7 separate regions of the Mus musculus genome follow, and all the other regions are linked to region 5. The links are chromatin contacts, called in public HiChIP or PLAC-seq, Micro-C and promoter capture Hi-C maps. All regions are on one chromosome and are shown on one strand. Each heading gives the region's core, a stretch centred on a gene start, on an enhancer-like site or on the middle of the called end of the contact. The rest is flanking DNA. Distances are from core to core; before and after follow the strand shown. Region 1 holds the start of Nfx1 (nuclear transcription factor, X-box binding 1). Region 2 holds the start of Rpp25l (ribonuclease P/MRP 25 subunit-like). Region 3 overlaps Nfx1 (nuclear transcription factor, X-box binding 1). Region 4 holds the start of Bag1 (BCL2-associated athanogene 1). Region 5 holds the start of Dcaf12 (DDB1 and CUL4 associated factor 12). Region 6 holds the start of B4galt1 (UDP-Gal:betaGlcNAc beta 1,4- galactosyltransferase, polypeptide 1). Region 7 holds the start of Galt (galactose-1-phosphate uridyl transferase).

The links. Promoter capture Hi-C pulls out the DNA fragments that hold promoters and counts their contacts. A called contact is a pair of places that touch in the nucleus more often than the background predicts. HiChIP or PLAC-seq counts read pairs in DNA pulled down with a chosen protein or histone mark.
Region 1: a Micro-C map of embryonic stem cells shows a contact between it and region 5, with 2.9 times the contacts expected there. The contact joins the promoter of Nfx1 here to the promoter of Dcaf12 in region 5. A contact is called at or near these places in 3 of 39 promoter capture datasets (cranial neural crest, neural stem cells and second pharyngeal arch cranial neural crest), 2 of 484 Hi-C or Micro-C datasets (both in embryonic stem cells), 5 of 115 datasets of contacts at active chromatin or transcription factors (bone marrow-derived macrophages, embryonic stem cells, extraembryonic endoderm stem cells and 1 more) and 2 of 9 other capture datasets (adipose tissue and liver).
Region 2: a contact with region 5 is called in a promoter capture Hi-C map of hippocampal neurons, with 6 times the contacts expected there. The contact joins the promoter of Rpp25l here to the promoter of Dcaf12 in region 5. A contact is called at or near these places in 9 of 39 promoter capture datasets (the C10 cell line, the HPC-7 cell line, cranial neural crest and 6 more), 2 of 484 Hi-C or Micro-C datasets (cerebral cortex and cortical neurons), 4 of 115 datasets of contacts at active chromatin or transcription factors (embryonic forebrain, embryonic midbrain, forebrain and 1 more) and 2 of 9 other capture datasets (adipose tissue and liver).
Region 3: a contact with region 5 is called in a FOXA1 HiChIP or PLAC-seq map of pancreatic cancer cells. The contact joins the enhancer-like site here to the promoter of Dcaf12 in region 5. A contact is called at or near these places in 4 of 39 promoter capture datasets (cranial neural crest, frontonasal cranial neural crest, neural stem cells and 1 more), 5 of 115 datasets of contacts at active chromatin or transcription factors (double positive thymocytes, embryonic stem cells, neural tube and 1 more) and 3 of 9 other capture datasets (adipose tissue, embryonic stem cells and pancreatic islet).
Region 4: a FOXA1 HiChIP or PLAC-seq map of pancreatic cancer cells shows a contact between it and region 5. The contact joins the promoter of Bag1 here to the promoter of Dcaf12 in region 5. A contact is called at or near these places in 8 of 39 promoter capture datasets (cranial neural crest, embryonic stem cells, frontonasal cranial neural crest and 5 more), 2 of 484 Hi-C or Micro-C datasets (CD4 T cells and embryonic stem cells), 6 of 115 datasets of contacts at active chromatin or transcription factors (bone marrow-derived macrophages, effector CD8 T cells, embryonic stem cells and 2 more) and 4 of 9 other capture datasets (adipose tissue, embryonic stem cells, liver and 1 more).
Region 6: a contact with region 5 is called in a Micro-C map of embryonic stem cells, with 2.8 times the contacts expected there. The contact joins the promoter of B4galt1 here to the promoter of Dcaf12 in region 5. A contact is called at or near these places in 7 of 39 promoter capture datasets (cranial neural crest, embryonic stem cells, frontonasal cranial neural crest and 4 more), 1 of 484 Hi-C or Micro-C datasets (embryonic stem cells) and 2 of 115 datasets of contacts at active chromatin or transcription factors (the 230-238 cell line and bone marrow-derived macrophages).
Region 7: a contact with region 5 is called in an HNF4G HiChIP or PLAC-seq map of pancreatic cancer cells. The contact joins the promoter of Galt here to the promoter of Dcaf12 in region 5. A contact is called at or near these places in 2 of 39 promoter capture datasets (maxillary cranial neural crest and pre-B cells), 1 of 484 Hi-C or Micro-C datasets (B cells), 1 of 115 datasets of contacts at active chromatin or transcription factors (pancreatic cancer cells) and 3 of 9 other capture datasets (adipose tissue, liver and pancreatic islet).

The regions. Positions count from the first base shown.
Region 1 is chr4:40,969,410-40,972,213 of GRCm38.p6, reverse strand. It overlaps Nfx1 (nuclear transcription factor, X-box binding 1), which reads right to left and starts at 1,271. Exons shown (of 24, transcript NM_023739.3): 1 at 1,155-1,271. The coding sequence starts at 1,179. It overlaps Gm52692 (a long non-coding RNA gene), which reads left to right and starts at 2,055. Exons shown (of 2, transcript XR_003955193.1): 1 at 2,055-2,612.
Region 2 is chr4:41,712,183-41,714,976 of GRCm38.p6, reverse strand. It overlaps Rpp25l (ribonuclease P/MRP 25 subunit-like), which reads left to right and starts at 1,460. Exons shown (of 2, transcript NM_027278.3): 1 at 1,460-1,516; 2 at 2,163-2,794. The coding sequence starts at 2,204. The coding sequence ends at 2,695. Dctn3 (dynactin 3) reads left to right here. Exons shown (of 7, transcript NM_016890.4): 7 at 1-179.
Region 3 is chr4:41,025,280-41,028,057 of GRCm38.p6, reverse strand. Nfx1 (nuclear transcription factor, X-box binding 1) reads right to left here. Exons shown (of 24, transcript NM_023739.3): 24 at 2,066-2,778. Among named protein-coding and RNA genes, the nearest start is that of Aqp7, 21 kb to the left of the region's middle. Within about 2 kb of position 1,492, at least 79 of the 459 cell types and tissues checked have an H3K27ac peak or open chromatin away from gene starts, as enhancers often do. A contact at or near this core is called in adipose tissue, embryonic stem cells and pancreatic cancer cells, where this site is marked.
Region 4 is chr4:40,946,856-40,949,699 of GRCm38.p6, reverse strand. It overlaps Bag1 (BCL2-associated athanogene 1), which reads left to right and starts at 1,406. Exons shown (of 7, transcript NM_001171739.1): 1 at 1,406-1,978. The coding sequence starts at 1,906. Chmp5 (charged multivesicular body protein 5) reads right to left here and starts at 1,147. Exons shown (of 8, transcript NM_029814.1): 1 at 1,024-1,147; 2 at 142-246. The coding sequence starts at 1,092.
Region 5 is chr4:41,313,606-41,316,305 of GRCm38.p6, reverse strand. It overlaps Dcaf12 (DDB1 and CUL4 associated factor 12), which reads left to right and starts at 1,405. Exons shown (of 9, transcript NM_026893.3): 1 at 1,405-1,818. The coding sequence starts at 1,741. It overlaps Gm46891 (predicted gene, 46891), which reads right to left and starts at 1,964. Exons shown (of 2, transcript NR_168697.1): 1 at 1-1,964.
Region 6 is chr4:40,852,704-40,855,551 of GRCm38.p6, reverse strand. It overlaps B4galt1 (UDP-Gal:betaGlcNAc beta 1,4- galactosyltransferase, polypeptide 1), which reads left to right and starts at 1,568. Exons shown (of 6, transcript NM_022305.5): 1 at 1,568-2,161. The coding sequence starts at 1,747.
Region 7 is chr4:41,754,159-41,756,858 of GRCm38.p6, reverse strand. Galt (galactose-1-phosphate uridyl transferase) reads right to left here and starts at 1,342. Exons shown (of 11, transcript NM_016658.4): 1 at 1,207-1,342; 2 at 729-898; 3 at 437-512; 4 at 298-346; 5 at 48-177. The coding sequence starts at 1,231. It overlaps Gm42274 (predicted gene, 42274), which reads left to right and starts at 1,087. Exons shown (of 2, transcript NR_155499.1): 1 at 1,087-1,690.

The sequences.
Region 1 (2,804 bases), core at 22-2,521, 340 kb after region 5:
TCACTATGTAACCCTGGATGGTCTGCAACTATGTAAACCAGGCTGGACTCCAACTCGAAAGATCCTCCTGTTTCGCCCTCCCGAGGGCTGGGATTAAAGATGTGCGCTACCATGTCTGATAGCACTGAAACATTTGGTTTACTTTAAAAACAAAAAAACTTTTCTTTTAATCTTGTGTTCCTGTTTTAGCAAGGGTGCTTTGGGGGGACAGGGACGGGATATATGCCACGTGTTTGCTGATGCCCTCCGTGGCCAGAAGAGGGCGTCAGATCGCACAGCTTTCCAGGTGGTTGTGCAAGCGAACGTGACTGCTCTGTTGAGGAGCTACTGTTCTTAAACACTTGAACTAGCGCCCCAGCTTCTCGGTTCACATTTACATTTAGGTAAATGTGTACTAATACCCCATGCAAAACGTTCCTTTTTTTTTTTTTTTTTTTTTTTTTTTTTTTTGCTGTCCACAAAATTTGAAAGCCCGGATTGACCAATACACCTTGAAGAAAATGGAAATAGCTTATACGAACAGTCAAATGAGGCTGTCTCTACCACAGGGGTAGCTCCAGGAGGGAGAGTGAGCCAACAATCAGGGAGAGAACAGGGAGGGTCTGGGAATTAGCTTACTACTCCAGGCTGACAGATGAGGTAACTGAGACTGGATCACGTCACGCACCTCAATATGGGATTTCACACCCCCTCAGGACTGGGCCCGCTGGCTGGCTGGCCCGCGCGCGCGGAACCCGCCACTCCGAGAGGTAAAGAACACACCCCTAGCACAGCGCGCAAACTCGCTGGCCTCCAGGGCCCGCTACGGAGAGTCGCCTACGCCCGGCCGGCCGGCCGTCCGCCCGCCCGCCCGCCCGCCGGACTCTGCTCCGCGCGGCCTCGGGAAGGCCGGAAGGAGCCCCGCGGGGGGCGCCAGAGGCCCACGTCCGCTCCCTTGGCGCCGGGACCCGCCCGCTCTCCTCGGAAACCCAGGGGCCGAGCCTCCCCATCCCGTGGAAGATGGAGGAGGGTTCCGTACGTGCAGCGCGCGTGGCTTGGCCCTCGCGAGCCACTGTCCCCGCGCAGCACGCACCCCACTTGCCACCGCAATGGCCCGCACCCTTCGGACTAGACTGCTAGACCCTAGGGGTCCCGCGCGGGAAACGGGACAGTACCTGAGACCGGAGGCGCCTCCGCCATCCCGTGCCGCAGCACCTCAAGCGAGCCCCGCCACCGAGCGAAGGCTGTCACCTGGTCACGTGTCCCGGATTTCCGGCGCCGAGAGACTAGTCGCTCCTACGCGCCCGGGGACAGCCAAGGGGGTGGTGCTACCTGAGCACACAGTGAAATGGCGCATTTGGGACGTCAGACAAATGCGCCGGCCCGGGTGCAAGCGGGGTTTGCGGGGGGGACACGAGTGGCTGGAGGAGACCCACCCGGACCGCAGGATCTACTGCCCCCAACTTGCGTAATTGCTTTTCGAGAGCTGCTGGGTTCTCCAGCTGCTACGCCTTTTTGTCAAGTCCTGCCATCCGCCCGGCTTCAAATGACCTTCAGCTAAGAGGCGGCCTGGAGCGGCTCACGCAGGCGACGAGGGGGGGGGGGGCGCTGTAGTAATCAAAGGGCATTGTGGAGGAAAAGACTGCAAAACAATAAAAGGTTACCTGCCAAGGGTTAGGTAGCCCACGACTTCAGGACCTGGGAGGCTGGATCGGGGGTGGGATGGGAGTGGGATGTAGTGAGTTCCAGGTCCTGGGCTACCTATCCCTGTCTGTGTAAAACGAAACACAGTATCTAAAGGACTAATAGCAAATGAGCCACAAACCGGTAGGCAAGTAACAAATACAAATGAACACCAACTGAGGTAGACAGTTTGAAGTTACTGTGTTTTTTTTTTTTTTGGAGGGGGGGGGAGAGTGGGGAAAGGGTGTCCTGATGTAGCCCCTGTTGGTATTCAGGCATTCTGCTGGCCTGCCCCCAGGACCCTAGCAACCACTTAGACCTGCCTCCACCGTGTGTGATAGGTGTGTGCTGCGTCTAAAGAGACGCCCCCAAGCGTCCCCCCCCTCCCCCCCCCCGCCACCCAGCAGCTGTCTATTGTCAGCGTCCGGTCCCCTTCTCTCTGCCCCATGGCTTTGCTCCTGTCTGTCTGACTGGCTCCATGCCTACTTGTCTGCCTCTATTCCTTTCCTAGGCCCTCACTCCTCTTCTCCCAATAAACCACTTTTACTTCAGGTCTTGTTTGCATGACGTAATTTCTCAAGGTTGTACCTTGGCACGGGCCTTGCAGTAGGATCTTCTCTGTCTCAGCCTCTTTTATAGTAAAATATAATCTTCCAAGGTGAGGTGTGGTGACTTAGACTTTAATTCCAGCACTCTGGCAGCAGAGACAGTAGTTCTCTGTGAGTCTGAGGCTAGTCTGATCTACATAGTGAGTTCCAGGCTAGCCAGAGCAACAGTACAACACTGTCTCAAACATTCTCCACGATGTGACCATTTTGGTTACAGGGCTTCTGCACTTCTTTCTAATATCTACAGACTAAGAAGCCTTCGACTGGGTGGCTTAGCCTGCCCCTAACCGAGCACATTTAGGAATCCTTCAGGAATTATATTTGAAAATCGGCCTCAGAAAGGTGAGACACGAAACCGTTGTATTTGTACTACCTGCAGTAGTGAGATGATGATGATGAGAGAGACAAGAGGAGGGAGTGGAGGGGAGAGAACAGACGTTTGTGGGCAAGTTGCAGAGTCAATTGGCATCTTTGGAATTTAGTAGGCTACACACTACTTATTTTCAAATGACATCGTACTCCAGAACCTCGGAG
Region 2 (2,794 bases), core at 211-2,710, 400 kb before region 5:
CAGTGACAATAAACTTGAACGACCACTAAAGGAGCCTGTTGGCCTGCTGATGTAAGACGGGCTCAGCTGTGAGGATTTGGGAGGTGAAGGGGAGAGCTGTCAACCCCTTGGGGTGGGGCCAGGAGCTATACTCCTGATCTGGTTTGCGGAGAGATAAAGAGTTCTTACATCATTTGACTGATACAGTGGGGCATTGTATATTTATTTACCCCATACTTGCCAATTACCCTCTAAATATCATCCTATGGTAAGGAGGGCACAGGAGGGACGCCTATACCTCACAGGGTTTGGGGAAGACCAGGTGGGCCCACATGTCAGATGGTCATGGAGGAGCAGGCAGGGACGTTCAGAACCAAGGCAGCACAGCCTTGTGTCTACATTATACCAGTAGCCAGAGAAGGAGCCCAAGAGGTTTGGATGTAGGAAATTTTAGGAATGGGGGAGAGAAAGCAGGGAGAAACAGCTATAAAGCAACGCGCTCCACCAAATGTATGCTGCCCTCTTGTGGTCTGAGGGAGTGCCTTGGCGCCTTCAAGTGCCTGTATGGCACCCAACCTGTGGAGTTGTCAGCATCTCAAATGCAGCGTGTCCAAACTGATCTGAAACTAGCATTTACCCTAGACTATTCTACCGGAAGAGTCGCCCGTTCTTCCCCAAAACTTCATCAGAGTTTTCTCTCTCTCTTTTTTTTTGAGCTTTTCGAGACAGGGTTTCTCTGTGTAGCCCTGGCTGTCCTGGAACTCACTCTGTAGACCAGGCTGGCCTCGAACTCAGAAATCCACCTGCTTCTGCCTCCCAAGTGCTGGGATTAAAGGCGTGAGCCACCACTGCCCGACTTCATCCAAGTTTTCTATCAAGTTTCTACCATCCTCAATTCTTGCTGTTTCTGTGGTTAGCATATCATCGGACAAATATTGGAGGGCCTATTTTACTCTGGATACTGAACTAGGCTCTGTGGGCACGCCCCCGTGGCCGAAGCGCTACGGTGATGTTGAGTACAGCCCCTTCCAGGGTCACCAGTAGCTGTTGCCCCGACTACCGGATCCACCCAGCTTATACACCAATCCTCTCAGCCAATGAGTTATGCACTCGCTTAGATCCTCCTGAAAACCGCCGGGGTCGTCCAGTGTCCCAGGATGAGAAGAAAGCTCAGGACTCCGTAAATAAGAGTCTCACCTGCTTTTATCCACCAGGGGCTTCGCTTTCGCTGCTCCGGTGTGTCAGCAGGTGACGCATGCCGTCCATCTTTTAAAGGCACAAATCTGCGTTCTTCGGGCGCAAGACTCCTCCGATAGCCGTTCCTTTCCCGGGTGGGCCCTCTGCAGGTAGCGGGGTGCTCCGGGATCAACGCGCCGACCGCTGGAGGCCGGCCAGATGCCACCATCACAGGCGAACAGCAGCCCGGGTTTCTCTCAGGCCCCGCCCCCTGCGTGCGCGGCCCCGCGGCTCCGCGCGCTCCCGGTCTGCGCGCCATCTTGGCTACTCCGTGAGGGTCGAGCGTCTACTGGCGACCGTGGTAAGAGCCAAATCCCAGGAGATGGGGACTCAGAGCTGGGGAAAGGGGAAATGCCTGCTGCCTGAAACAGCGGCCCACGATTGGGGAGCCCGCCAACCGCTCACGAGTGGTCCGAAGCAGCTCTCCGGTCGAGTTCCCGAGTGGCCCTGTTCAAGCCAGCCTACTCTATTAATGTGGGGGTGAGGTCTTCTCTGCCCCCATGCACCCCGTGCTCGTAGGCAGGGTCGATTCTTTCTTTGGGGAGTACTTTCTTGGGGAGTGAGGCCTCGTGGCTGTGCCCCAGGGAGTTTGGAGCCAAGAGTCTCTGGAAGCACAAAGTAAGGGAGCCTTGTCCCAGTCCTTGCAGCCTTGTGAGGAGAGCCCGCCTGTTCTTGGCAAGTTGTGGGCGAGGGGTCTGGGACCTAGCCCCCAGGAGCTTGAGATCATAAAGAAGTACAGGCCTACCCACCAGAGAGCCTGGTTTGGGGGAATTTGGTCTTGCCCGTGTTAGAAACTCGTGGATGTATTTAGAAAGGGGTCTAAGGACTCGATAATTCTTGGCCCCAGCCTTGAGACGCTGGGGTGAGGAACAAGGCGATAATCTGGAGGGAGTGATGGAGGATGGACCTGGTCATGTTCCCGCCACTCATCTGACTCTTACCCGCAGTGCATATCCAGAGAGAGACCCACCAACGTCGCGAGGGCAGAATGGAACAGTACCGGAGGGCCGGCTCTGTAGAGCTTCCAGCCTCATCACCAATGCCCCAGCTACCTCCTGACACTCTGGAAATGCGAGTCCGAGATGGGAGCAAAATCCGAAACCTGCTAGGGCTGGCGCTGGGTCGTTTGGAAGGGGGAAGCACCAGGCACGTGGTGTTCTCAGGCTCTGGCCGGGCTGCTGGAAAGGCTGTCAGCTGTGCAGAGATTGTCAAAAGGCGGGTTCCGGGCCTACACCAGCTCACCAAGCTCCGCTTCCTGCAAACGGAGGACAGCTGGGTCCCAACTTCACCAGACACGGGACTAGACCCCCTCACAGTCCGACGCCACGTGCCTGCGGTGTGGGTACTGCTTAGTCGGGACCCCTTGGACCCCAGTGAATGTGGCTACCAACCCCCAGGTGCACCTCCTGGCCTGGGTTCCATACCTAGTCCCAGCTGTGGCCCCAGACCCCGAAGGAGGGCTCGGGACACCCGGTCCTGAAGATCTGCTGCGCCTGACTGTTCTCTAGACCTGAATATCTGTGCCTTCTCTAAGAAGAGCTTGTGCCGGCAAGGCTTAAGTCTACCGAACTTGCCCCTC
Region 3 (2,778 bases), core at 243-2,742, 290 kb after region 5:
ATTTCTCCCCACCCCCATGCCACCTGCTGAGACTGTGCAGGTCTGGGCTGGTGGCTTAGCTGCTCTGATGCCCTGTGGCATGCCGACTCTCCACTTCCCCTTATGATGGCTTGGCACAGCACACAGGTGAGAATCATTGGCTCACTGGGAGGTAGCAGAATCTGCCCAGCACATGGGTAGGAACCATCACTCCCGCCCTATGGATGCTGAACCCGATACCCACTGTAGGCAAAGTGTCTGGGTCAGAGGAACCTGGTCACCTTGGTGTTCAGTTGGGCTCTCGGCCCCCACATCTCCTAAGTCTATTCGCCAGAAGAACAAGCTACAGGCTTCCTGGACCATAGGAAAGGAATTCCAAGTGAGTTCTACTCATGGAAGCTAGGGCCCCAGCTCACTCTTTGAAGACGTACCTTCTTCCTGACCCTCACCAGCCCTGATCCCTGATTGGGGTCACACAGTGTTATCCCAATGACTGTTTCTTTCAAGCTTGTAAGCTGAGGGACCAGAGTGGCTTCCAGAATTCCTGTGGAACCCTGGGTTCTAAAATGCCATGAGCGATGGTACAGAAGATGTATGCAGAGGCCATGTGCTGTGTGAGAACTTTCTCTTGGGTGTGGGCGACTAAGGTTAGGTCAGTGAAGACCGAGGTGCTGGCCTGGTCTGGTCATGTCTCTTTTAGAAGAGGAGTTGAGTTTCCCTTTCAGTCAGGAATTCAGAAGTCTAGCCGTATGGGAAGGGATCCTCAATACGGTCAGGCAGGACCCAGAGCTGTCTCTCACAGACCTGCCAGCAGGGAGGCTTCTCTTCAGCTGTACACAAAGCATCTCTCTGTTCACTTGGACGGCCCTAAGGTTGAAAGGAGCCAGCCATGCTGGACAGTGAAATTACTAAGAACTCAGTCTCTGGAACTCTCCGACCCATAGACTAGTGAAGAAGACCCATGAGAAGCCTTCAATGGGGCCTGGGCTCCTCTTGGGGACAAGAGAGAAACAAGCTTCCTGGTGAGCCTTGGCTTATGATCCTACTTCCCTGACCCGAATTTCTGCCTTAGAGGCAGCCCCACCATCTCAGCTGAGCTACTTCTGTAGCCTCCTGGGCTTCTTGCCTCAAAGCAGCCTTCGCGTTCTCCCCCACACACTTCTGCCTGAGGTCAGGGGGACAAGTCTATGATGACATTCAGACCTTTCTCTTTTTAATTTTACGATGGCTTGGGAAGGCAGAACTTTTTAAAAAAATGTTACATTTTAAAATTTTAATAAAATTTAAATTAATACATTTTATTATTTTATTTTGCTGTATGAGAGTATCAGATGCCCTGCAACAGGAGTTACAGACAGTTGTGAGCTGTCATCTGTGTGTTGGAGATTGAACCCTGGGTCCCCTAGAAGAGCAGCCAGTGCTCTTATCTGCTGAGTCATCTCTGCTGATACAGCCTTGCTGCCTGCTTTTGCCTATGGCCTCATGACTCAGAAGCTAGTCGCCGTCTATCAGCCTCAGGCCTCAGCACTAGCTCTCCTTTGTCTCTCACCAGATGTCATTGTATCCACGACTAGTGTAGACAAAAGACACACTCTTCCCAGACCTGAGTGTTGTGCTCACAGACGCTGCATCTCTGATGCCCAGGTTGTGACTCCTGTAACCCTCACATCCCAGGCCAAGCAGGAAGGCCCCACTCTACCAATTGGCGGTGCTAGAATTCCCTGGGCTCTGATCCTCAGCTCAGAAGTCAGAGTTCCCTTTCTTGCATGCACAAATCACCCTCTCAGACCCTGGACGACAGCTGTTGACTTCCTGTTCTGTGTGAGGCCACAGACCCTGTACTGAACAGGCCCAAGAGACTGACTCTGCTCTTCCCATCACTTGTCTCCTGTCACCTGTCCCTGCTGCCATGTCCCCGTAATTTCCATGGAGACTGGTTTTTCCTTTAGCCTTCCGTGTCTCTCAGCTGGGTTTGGTGAGAGCCTGCAATGCCAGCACTTAGGCTGAGGAAGGACTGTCGAGGGTTTAAGATCTGAACGGCTTAAGCAACTTAGCGAGATCCTGTCTCAATAAACAAAATACAAGTAAAAATTAAGTGCCTTGTTTAATGATTTCAAGTTTTGGGAGGCTCAAAGTTTATTTTAAAGCAAAAAGAAGCCAGGTGGTAGTGGCGCATGCCTTTAATCCCAGCACTCAGGAGGCATAGGCTGGTGGATCTCTCTGAGTTTGAGGCTAGCCTGGTCTACAGGAGCGAGCTCCAGGGCAGCTAGGGCTACACAGAGAAACCCTATCTTGAAAAAACAAACCAAAACCAAAAGACAACAACAAAGATAAGTCCAGCCTATGGAGAAGAGGGGCCACACAGATGGGCACAGTGGAGACTGAAGAAGGCCTACAGTAGGATGCTTGGCGTAAACTCTGGACTGTCCACATACTTTGAATATTTGAACAGTGGTTCAGAGCTCAGATGCAGAGAGAGTCAGCATGGCTGCTGAAAGCCTAGGAAAAAAGCAACCCAGTACCGCTGTCTATGCGAGAGTCTCTACCAACCACAGAGGACTTAGGGCTACAGTGGACATGGTCATAGACCCACATTGTGAACATGGCGAGAGAGCTGGTCCCAAGTTCTTACCATTATGAGAGACAGTTAAACTGTCCCGGGGTAGGCTTGGTGACATGCTGAAAGAATGCCAGGGATTTGAGAAAACGGAACTCTATAAAGCAACCTAACCAGTCTAGAGACATCCGGGAGCTTTTGGATAAGATGGGTAGGTTTAAGACACACGATTGCAGACATAG
Region 4 (2,844 bases), core at 157-2,656, 370 kb after region 5:
GTATATGGCTGTAGCTTCTGTTCCCTGAAGAACAGGTCCTCACAAGTAGCTTCTCTTTACCAGATTTCGTGTATTTTTCTTGTATCCTTCACCAGTCAGTCCCTTCACAGTACTTCCTACAACAGTTGTCACCAGCCTTACCTTAGCAGGACCCTCTCTCATCTTCTTGATTTGATCCTTATATTTCACTAGTTCAGCATCCAGCCGGGAAATCTTTTTGTCAATGGATTCTGCCCTGCTATCCACCTTGGAAGAAAACATCACATGCAGTGGTAATTATTGTAATATGTTTACATGGAAAGGGGCAGAAAGAGAGGGATATGCAAAAGAAAAAAGGAACAATATAGCAAAGGGCAGAAAATAGGGTTTTTCTTAAGGGTGGGGAATTCCAGCCCGAACCATTGGAGGGCTTTCATAAACTCTCTCCCACCTCCTAGATTCTGATATAGCAGCCCTCTCTTGAGGAAAACGATTTGGGATTCTCTCCGCTGGCTGAGATTTCCCAAGTAGGAGAATAGTCAGTTTGGGACTCTGCATGAACGTGCGTGGAATGAACCAATCAACACAGGCTAAGATGAGATCTAAAACCATTTCCGAGATCAGGTTTAATCTGGAAGGGCCAAGATTCAGAATTCTATGCTACTCAGACCCAGGACTAAGGTACAGATATGTTAACCCTGACATGGGTAAGGGGAGAAGAGTGAAAAAGGGTTTTTAAAAGGCCAGGTTAGACAAAGTGGGGTGTAGTGACATAGGGTACGTAGGTTGGAATGTGGGAACCAAAGCGAGGAAGAAGGGGTGGGGCACAGTGGGCATCGGAAAGAGCTAAGTGCAGTAAGGGCGAAAGAATGATGAGATTAGACTGTCTGGTCTCTGGGGTCAGGAATGACCTGGAAAACAGGGATGAAAGGGGTGGGGATGAAGAAGACTCAGGTTTAATGGGCCCGAACCAGGAATGGGGTGGAGTACGAATTCGGGATGGACGGGTCGGAGTGTCAGAGGTATGCAAAGTCAAATGCCCACCGTCCCAATGCAGTCCGTCAAGCTAGGTGGCGGAGCCTTGGGTTTCGCTTTTCCGAAGAATCGGTTCATCTTGGCCGGCTGCGAGGAAACCCAAACACTGGAGGAAAACCAGAAACGGAAGCGTAGTCGCTCTGGTGTCAATTTCCGGCTTCCCCCACCCCATGCGCAGGCGCAGAGTGCTCGCCCGAGTCTCCCGATCCCTTTTCCGTGTTTTCAGCTCCTCCTTCCGGAGAAGGAGCGCGGAGCTCTGGGAGAGGTGGAAAGACTTCTGAAGGAGGGGCTTATGAGGAGGGATAGGGCGGTGCCTTGGCGGAGTGGGTGGGGCTTAGACGCGGCTGGGCGGATAGGGCGGGGCCTGAAGCAGGGTCAGTTCCGAGGGCGTGGCGAGTAGATGGGGCGGAACTGGTGAGTAGTGGGGCGGGGTTGCAAGGCTGCGCGCCCGGTAGCCACCGCTGCGCTGTGAACAAACGCGGCCTGGCGGGTCGCAGCGCCGCGCGGCGACCGCGAGGCGACCGGGAGCCGCTGGGACCCAGGCTGCGCGCCCCTCGGCCTGCCCGGGAGCCGCGCCAGTCGGAGTCCCGGGCCGAGCGGGGCTTGCCTCCCTCTCAGCGTTCCTCTGTGCGCAGTGCAGCCAGCGGGCATGACCGATCCACCAGGGGCGCCGCCGCCGGCGCCTGCAAGCCGCGGGTGAAGAAGAAAGTCCGGCCCCGCTCTTCTCAGAGCGAGAAGGTAGGGAGCAGCAGCAGGGAGTTGACTAGAAGTAAGAAAGTGACCCGTAGCAAGAACGTGACCGGGACCCAGGTAGAGGAGGTGACCAAGATCGAGGAGGCGACCCAAACCGAGGAAGTAACTGTGGCAGAAGAGGTGACCCAGACCGACAACATGGCCAAGACCGAGGAGATGGTCCAGACGGAGGAAATGGAAACACCCAGACTCAGCGTGATCGTCACCCACAGTGAGCGCCAAGGAGGGTTCCGTAGATCGGGTTGGGATATGTGGGTTTGGCCACATGTAGTCTTGGGAGAAAGAAACATGGGTTCTTGGCTATATATATTTGGGGATGTTTTTGCTTAGGGCTGGTGTCAGGACATCTTTCCCTGTGGCCGGTCCCTGGACACTTATTGGATCCTCTATTTGGAAGCAAAGTTGAGTGTGTAACGCTAGTAATCGTGGGTCTTTGTGTCAGGCTTATATTAGGCCTTCTTGTGTGTAGAACTTCCGTGGTTCTGGACATCCACCAGTGTAAAGAGTACGAACTTGGTGCGTGATCCCGCTGTTCCTTATTTACTGAGTAGTGTTTTTGTTGGATGTCATAGAACCGCAGGTTCAATGGGCCGTGAGTCCAAGAGTTACTTTCTGGACATCTGGTTACATCAACACAGAACTAAAAACCTTGGGAAGTACACGAGAAAGCTGAAGCCATGACATTTCCTTAGAATCAGTTAGGAAAGACTAACAACAAACTTTGCTACCTAAACCATGGCTCTATATCCAGCAGTTTTATGAAACTTTGAGATGAATCCCCACCCCCACCCCCCCAAAGGCCTCTTGATGTCTGATCTGTGAGGCACAAATAGGAACTAGGACTCCTTCTGACTCTTGACTGGTTGGGAGCGCAATCTAAAGGTGGATTTGAACTCCACTTACTTAGAAAAGATTGAGTACCTGTTTTAAAACAAAAGAAAAAACCTCTCTGTTGTTGGATTGGTTTCGTTTGTTTGTCTTTGCTAACTAACCATTAACTATGGTGTACATAGGTGTACCCAGTATGAAAGACTTGGAGGAAAACAGTCCCTTGCTGGTGACATCAGGGAAAACAAG
Region 5 (2,700 bases), core at 156-2,655:
GCCAAAAATGACCACTCTCTTTTCTGTGGTTCAAGATTTCACTCCTTAATGGAGATCAAGGCTGGGCTCCGAGAGAAAGGCAGGCAATGGCATGAATTACAGCGATGGGTCTATTTGCTGAAGCACAAGGACAGTGTGACTTTGACCTTGCAGACCTAAAAAGGGTGGCATTTTATGAAAGAAAGTGACTTATTAGATGTGGTTGCACACACCTTTAACTCAGCTCTGGGGAGGCAGAGGCATGTGGAGCTCTATAACTTTTGAGGCCAGATTGATTTATATAACATGCTGCGTTCCAGACCAGCCAAGACTATACACTGAAACCCTGTCTCAAAAAAAAAAGGAAAGAAAGAAAAGGAATAAATAAAAGAAGGGGAAAAGTGACTTGAGGTTTAGACAGGAGTCAAAATAGACAGGGAGCTGGAGAGTAAAGAAGTGGAGAATGGAATCTGGGGACTCCGTATGTGTGGGGAGACCTGTGCCAACAGGCATGTGAGGCAGCCTGCGTTAGCTCTGGTACTTTGATGTGGCAAAAATCTGACCATACTGCTGCCTTCCTACCCTGAATCCATCTTGAAGGAGTGTGATGTGGGGTTCTCTGCCTTCCTTAAAGTGTCTAATCTTTTGTGCCCATTGACAGTTTGTGAGAATGTTGGGGGAAAGTGCTAAATGTGAGGCTACTAGTTACAGGATTAAGAAACGTCTTCTGAGGTATAAGGAAGGGTCAGAACCTGGGCCCTAGCAGCCTTAACTCATTCTCAACAGGCCAACTAAAAGACAAAGTGTAAGGGGAAACTTGAAGAAAGGTGTTAACTCGGTCTCATTGGAAAGAACAACGACGGGACATTCTCTTATCCTAGTCCATCTTAGGGGCTGACGTGTGGTTTGTTTAGGCTTAAAGGCAACAGCTATGCTTAAGTAAGCAGTCGTCGGCAAGGTGTGGTCGCATCCATCATCTGTTCGCCCAGTTTCTCTGGGAAGGTAGTCTGACAAGTTTTCCCAACTGTGATCTATCTTTCCTGGAGTCAAGTTCCTCTATTGGCTGGCATCTGTGCCCTTGTCCTTTCCTTCTCCCAGGAAAACTGCAATTTCTTAGAGTCCAGTGTTTTAATAGTCTGATTGCAATCTGGCAATCAGGGTGTCTAGAATATCTTTAATCCTACCATGATGGTTACAGGTTCAAGATTGGTCCCGCAGCCAGGCAGCTCATGCTTACTTCCGCATGCCAGAGGATGAGCTGGCTGAGGTCGGAAATGTCCCGACAGAAGGCTGGATTCCTTTGGCCACAGCTTAACCGCCATTGGCAAGAGGCAAGCGGAAGTTCTCCGAGGACATCAATTCTCCTTGCTGCGCTTAAGTCCCGCCCTGCTGGTCTGGGCGGTGTCTCCGTGGCGACGTGCTGCTATGTGCGGCTGCGCAGGAGTGACGGGGCGCGGGCGAGTGGGAGGGGGGTGTTTTGGTTCTCGCCGCTCGCCGTCCTTTCCAGACACGGCGGTAGGAAAGCTGCTTGTTCCTGCTTTTCCTTCCCCTTCCCTTCCCCTTCCCCTTTCCCAACCCGGATTTTCCCTTCTTCCATTTACGCGCCTCATTTTGATCGACTGCTGCCCGGGATCCGAGCCATTTTCCGGGCCGGGCGCTCGAAAGCGCGCGGCCCCAGGGCCCGGTTCATGACCCGTCGCCCTGCCGCCCCTTGCCTTCTCCGCCTCATGTGGCTGCGGGGCCACGGCGGCGCTGCCCACTATGGCCCGGAAAGCAGTTAGCAGGAAGCGGAAAGCGTCTGCCTCGCCAGGAGCCGGGAGCGACGCTCAGGGCCCGCAGGTGAGGGCTCACAGGTCTGGGTCATCACCTAGCAGGGGCTTAGGGCGTTCCAGCTGGGTTCAGGAACCTGGGGCCAGGGCGGGACGAGAACCGGAGCCGGGACTGTAGAGCAGTGACCGGTCCTTCTGCAGTGTACTGGCGAGCAGGCGGGCCGGAAGGGTGAGGAGCCAAAAGAAAACTACAAAATGACGCCTTCCGCTGGAAGTCAGCAGCTAGGGATAGAGAGCTTCAGGACCTCCTCGTTCCTGGAGGGAGGAGAAAATGAAGACAAGGGGAATCGGAAGTAAGACCGACCTTCCGAAGTTACTGGGAAGGAGATTGAAGTGGACCTTCCAGTGGCACTAGGAATAAGGGCCGATGGTCTCTTATCAAGGAAACCATCTCCTAAACTGGGTGCAGGCCCCTTTGGCTCTTTAGACATCTAGAAGAAACACCAGGTGTCATCTCTATATTGCCCCCTTTGGAGAGGAAGGCCTCTTGGACTTGGGATTCCGACGCAGGTTACCCCGTTGGTATTTGATTTTTCGAATTCTAAAACTGCCCGCAGCGCAAGTCGCGCGGAGTCAGATGAGCGGCCATTGACTGTACATCCCTGGAAGATCCGAGACCCCAGTCTGGCTCTTTGAGCTATACTCTTTATGCTCTACGGGGTGCACAGGCGGAGAGGGAGAAGGGGGCTGGGTAGAAGTGCAGCCCAGGTGGGTTCTGTAATATGGACTTCATTTCGTAACTATCAAGGACACCTGGGTATATGTTATTTCTGAGCCCTCCACTTTCCTCAAAGGTTTAGTTAACTTTTTTTTGCCCTGTTTATCCATTTTCTAAGTAGTCTTCATTATGAGAGCCTTATTTCAGTGCTAGCCGAGTTAAACTGTACTTTCT
Region 6 (2,848 bases), core at 319-2,818, 460 kb after region 5:
TCTTTCTTTCTTTTTTTTTTTTTTTTTTTGGTTTGTTTTTGCTTTTGTTTTTCGAGACAGGTTTTTTTTCTGTGTAGCCCTGGCTGTCCTGGAACTCACTCTGTAGAACAGGCTGGCCTCGAACTCAGAAATGCACCTGCCTCCCAAGTGGTTTTTTTTTTTTTAAATACTTTCTATGATTGCAACCAAATGTCACTCAGCCTGCTTTCTCATCGATGAATCGGAGACAGTTAACAACCCCTATTACATGGCATATATTGGTTAACAACAAACTCTCCAAACATAGGAGTAGCTAGAATTAGCATTCCCCATCTTAAGGTTCTCATCACATTCAAGGATAAATGGGTCTGAGGCCTCGGGGTCAAGACTTCAAGTGCTTAAATCTTCCAGCTTCCACTTTCAGATCAACAAGGTTAGGTAAAGGAACGCGCAGTGACAAAGTTTTTAGGAGCCCTGAGTTCCACAGCTTATCAGCTGTGAGATTTTACAGGCCATTCATTCTTATTCACTCCAAGGCACTGAAATCTTTGTTTACTACATAGTCTGGGCTGGCTCCAAACTCTGGCTCTTCCTGTCTCCGCAACCAGAGTCTGGGATTACAGGTGTTCACGACCGCGCCTAGATTCCAGTATTCTGTTAAATGGGGACTGTGTTCCAGCGCTGTGTACAACGGGCTGTTCTGTACGCAGGCTTAGGAATTAATGCAGTTTTCTGCCAGTCTCATCCCAACAAGCATGTGTCATCTCCATGTGGCATGCACTAGAGGCCATGTTGCACCTAGAACCAAGTTGGGCAGGTTCCTGAGGTTTCCCAATCCTGCAAACACTTATGTGGGAGTAAGAGTAGAGCAAGATGGTCACTTCCCTAGCAGGACTCAATAAGCAGCTCCTCCACTTTAGCCCCCTCACAGGCAGGCGGACCCAGCTAGGGTAAGTGGATCTTTGGAACGCCCCAGAGAATCCGTCCGCTGGCCTCGCGGGACGTCGAAGCCGGTTTCCTAGACGACCTTTCTCCACTCCATTTTCTCACTATCCCAAGGCTACCGCCTGTCCTCTTGTCCTCACTAGCTGCTGTCCCAGGCCCATACCCGAGTCACTGGGTACGTCAGGAAGTGGTGAGCAGCTCGTTGAACAAGAAGCTGGTTTAGAGAGACTTAAGCTCCACGGTGAACGCTAGGAAGAAAAGCTGAGCGCCGCTGGGTATGGGATGCCCGCTCAACCCAAGGCTGCGGTGGGGCTGGCGGAGCGCCACGTTTAGTCCCCAAGTGTCGCGACGCCCTGCAACCCAACCTCCCGAGGGCCCGCCCCTTAGTGCCTGCCCCCCAAGCTCCGCCCTCCCTTAGCTGCCAGAAAAACCCGGCTGAAGGTTCCGCCCCTCAGTCCCCTCTCCGAGCCTTGTCCCTCATGCCCCGCCCCTCTCGAAAAAGACCCGCTTTGCGGCCCCACCCCTTAGACTCCGCCCCCCCAGGTTCCGCGAACAGCCTTCCGAAACCCGGTTGAGGCCCCGCCCTAGGTCGAGACCACGCCCCCTGCTCATCCGCGCTTGTGGTTCCCGCTGATCTCTCCAAAGTCCCGCGGCCAGGGGTGTCGGCTTTCCGCCGCAGGCGGCCGGTGCTGCGCTAGGTCCTAGCCCCCTCCCCCCGGCCCCTCCTTCGATCGCTGTGGTCGGGTAGCGCCTGGCGGGCGGCCTGCGGGCGGGCCGTCCTCTCAGCCGTAGCCCACCCCCTCTTAAAGCCGCGGCGGGAAGATGAGGTTTCGTGAGCAGTTCCTGGGCGGCAGCGCCGCGATGCCGGGCGCGACCCTGCAGCGGGCCTGCCGCCTGCTCGTGGCCGTCTGCGCGCTGCACCTCGGCGTCACCCTCGTCTATTACCTCTCTGGCCGCGATCTGAGCCGCCTGCCCCAGTTGGTCGGAGTCTCCTCTACACTGCAGGGCGGCACGAACGGCGCCGCAGCCAGCAAGCAGCCCCCAGGAGAGCAGCGGCCGCGGGGTGCGCGGCCGCCGCCTCCTTTAGGCGTCTCCCCGAAGCCTCGCCCGGGTCTCGACTCCAGCCCTGGTGCAGCTTCTGGCCCCGGCTTGAAGAGCAACTTGTCTTCGTTGCCAGTGCCCACCACCACTGGACTGTTGTCGCTGCCAGCTTGCCCTGAGGAGTCCCCGCTGCTCGGTAAGACCCAGGATCTGAGGACGTGGACTCCTCGGATTTCCTCAGTAGGGTTCCAGGGATATTATCCTAAGATCTCTTTCAGGACTGCCAGCCACCAGGTTTTGATCAGAGTGCATAATCCCCAAGAAGGGCTTAATCCTCTTTGGGATGACCCAAAGAGAGGTTGGCTGGTGTCTCAAGAGGCAGGGGCCCTGTTGGGAAACCCCCAGGCTCTTACCCCAGCACCAGACAAGGCCCTGGAGACACCCTTGTTCTGGCCCAGGACTCAGGAAGTTTGAAGTTGGGGTCAGTTTAGAGTAGACTGAAAAGGCTGCTCTGCAACCTTCCCTACCTATAGTAGCAACACCGGCAACCTTCAACCTTCTGAGGACAAGACCGACAGTGAGAAAACCACCTCCCCTCCCCACCACCCTCCACTCCGCCTTAGAACAAGCCACTTAACTTTCTCTTTAAGGTTTCTTTCTGGTAAATGGAGATAATAAACCACACGTATTTTGGAGTTGTTTTGAAGAAGTAAATGAAACATTGTAACTAAGAGTTTAAAGAATGAGGATGAACTCTTAGAAAGTTGCTACAATTGTGGGATTTCCTCCTGTTTGTAGGTGCTGAACCAAGGGGCCTTCTGTCTCCCACCCCAAGTTCCTCCTCCTGATGCTTCCTCTTAACCAAACTGAGCAGGGCCCTCTC
Region 7 (2,700 bases), core at 93-2,592, 440 kb before region 5:
AGTAATGGTTCTCCCCCAAACCAAAGTTACACCTCCCCCTCACAGACCTGCACCCAAGGGTACTGGGCACCCAGCTCCTCTGTGACTGAGGCCCATGCATCGATGACAGCTCGGATCTCAGGGACAGACATGAGTGGCAGCGTCACATCCGACCAGGGGTGGAAGCACATGACCTTACTAGGTGGTGAGGGAAAAATGACATAGGGAAGTGGATTGGGTGCTAAGGGCAGGGCCCAAGCTCAGGTCTTCGTCTTCAGACCTGGGCTGGAGGTTGTAAGAGGGGAAACCCAAAGTTACCAAACTCCTCTGGCGGCCTCTGCTCGGAAGAGAGGGTGGTCACTGGGTCCTGGAATAAAGGAGTATTACTCTCTGTAGCACAGGTACCCGGGTCAGACCCAGTCTCCCTTCTCCCCAACAGTGGTTAAATTGAGGGTACCTGGATCCGGAGCATCGGGCTGCAGAGCCGGGAAGTCATTGTCAAACAGAAAGGTACCATCATAGTGGGGATTCACCTACTGACAAGAATAGGCTAGAAATACTACCTGACGGAATTCAAGGGCTATCCAGGCTGCAACGGGGGCGAGGAAGGCCCCACTCAAAGGATCAAAATTGCTTGCCCGGAAATGACCCAAAAGGAGGCGCACTGCTCCCCCTTGTGGGCGAAGGGTAGTAATAAGGAAGAAGGATTTTTTTCCTATCCCAGTTGGTGGCTGTGTATTCGGGCTTACCTCCCCATTAGCTCGTGTGGCCCCGGGACACAGAGGGTTGAGTGGGTCGTGGCGGGGCACTGTCTTCAGAAGCTGGGGCTCCACTTGTCCTTGCCAGGGCCGCTTCATGCGATGAGCCGACACTAACACCCACTCGTCCTGGAGCGGGTTGTAGCGAATATGCTGGTGTTCTGGGGAGAGACAAGGATCAGTCAGCAAAACTCCCTGTCTCTCTCTTCCCCGAGTGGCTCTAATGCCCTAGCAGGCCCAAGTACAGGGACGCTCGGTCGGCGCAGTGTTTCTAGAAGCTATAGGCTGGCGGAGGGGAGTTAAAGGGTTAAACGCTTTCCGTGCCACACGGCCTGCAAGCCCCTCCTTCCCTCGCCCGCCACCCTGGCCTCGGGTAGGAGTGCCGACCTTGACTCTGGGACTAGAACTTCCTACGGAAAAGGAAGGCTCGGCTCCGCACCGTAGCGGGTCCAGGCCGCCCAGCAATTACCGCTCGCCCGGAAGGTCGCTGCCATGGCGTCCGCCTCTGAAGCCTGCTGGCGCTGCTCAGGATCGGCTCCGCTATGCGACGTGAGGCCACACGAATTGACCTAAGGTACACAAGGTGAGCGCCCCATTCCATGTCTCCCCCCGCCCACCCTGGATGATTGGCTAGTCGCCAACACGTGACGGTGGGGGCACAGCCTGCCACTTGAGGGCGGGGCTCGGGACCGCCACGCTCACTTCCCCAGGTTGTTTTGATGATTCTCCTGCACACCGGATTGTAGCTACTTCTCTGGAGAGCATCTGTGAAAACTGGTTGCTGTGTCCATTCGTCCCGCCACGGATTCGGGTTGCTTGCACGACATTAGGGCTATTTATTGGAGCATGACATATCAGCTTCACCACTCAAGGACACTCCTGCCAGCAGCCTTTAACTGCCAATAGTCCATCAGAAAGGGCGGAGCCTCGTGAGTGCACCGCCCCCCAAACCGGTAAGAAACCTCTATGGGTCCATTCTCATGTTTTGTGCAGGTAACCACAGGTGTAGTGAGTTCTTGTGTTTGCACATCAGGCCCTGTCCTGTTCAGAAGACATCGTTTTTACTGAGCATCTTAACCGTGTGCCAGGCACCTAGGTTCTGTGTGGAGCATAGAGACGCCCTGTGCAAAGACCAGCAGCATTCTGAACTCATGACCTGGGTCACCTGCGGAGCTGCTGTGTGTGGTTAAGATGCAAGTTGTGGAGAGGGGGTGGAGGTGAGGAACTTGATCATACTATAGATGAAGCCTGCAGCCTGGCCCTTCAGGTATTGCCCGGATGTGTGAGTATTTCACTGTAACTATGCCTCTAGCCTCAGGAGCAGAAATAAGGTTAGATAAAGAGAACTGAGTAAGTATAGGGTGTGGTGGTACACACCTGTAATCCCAGCACTCCAGAAACAGAGACAGTAAACTTACAAGTTCAAGTTCAGCCTGCGCAGTTATACATAACAAGGCCCAATCTATATAAAAGTAAACCAAACGGCCAGTGGTGGTGCACACCATTAATCCCAGCACTTGGGAGGCAGAGGCAGGCAGATTTCTGAGTTCGAGGCCAGCCTGGTTTACAGAGTGAGTGCCAGGACAGCCAGGGCTACACAGAGAAACCCTGTCTCGAAAAAAAAAAAAAAAGTAAACCAAAAGACAGTAATGTGTGTGTGTGTGTGCGCGCGTGTATGCGTTTGTGCATACATACCAGGCACAGTGATGCATTTGCCTATAGTCTCAGCTACTCTAGAAGCTGAAGCAGAAGATCAATTGAGCCCACAAGTTCTAGACCATCCTGGCCAATATAGTGAAGCCAATTTCAAAAACAAGCAAAAGGCCATCAGTATTTGAAGGGCAGAGACAGGCATATCAATGAGTAGCCTGGCTACATAGAACATTCTAGGCTGTTGAGGTTTGGTCTGTTGCTATGTATTATGATGCAAAATACTGGCTGGGGAGGTGGGGAGCTGGAGAGA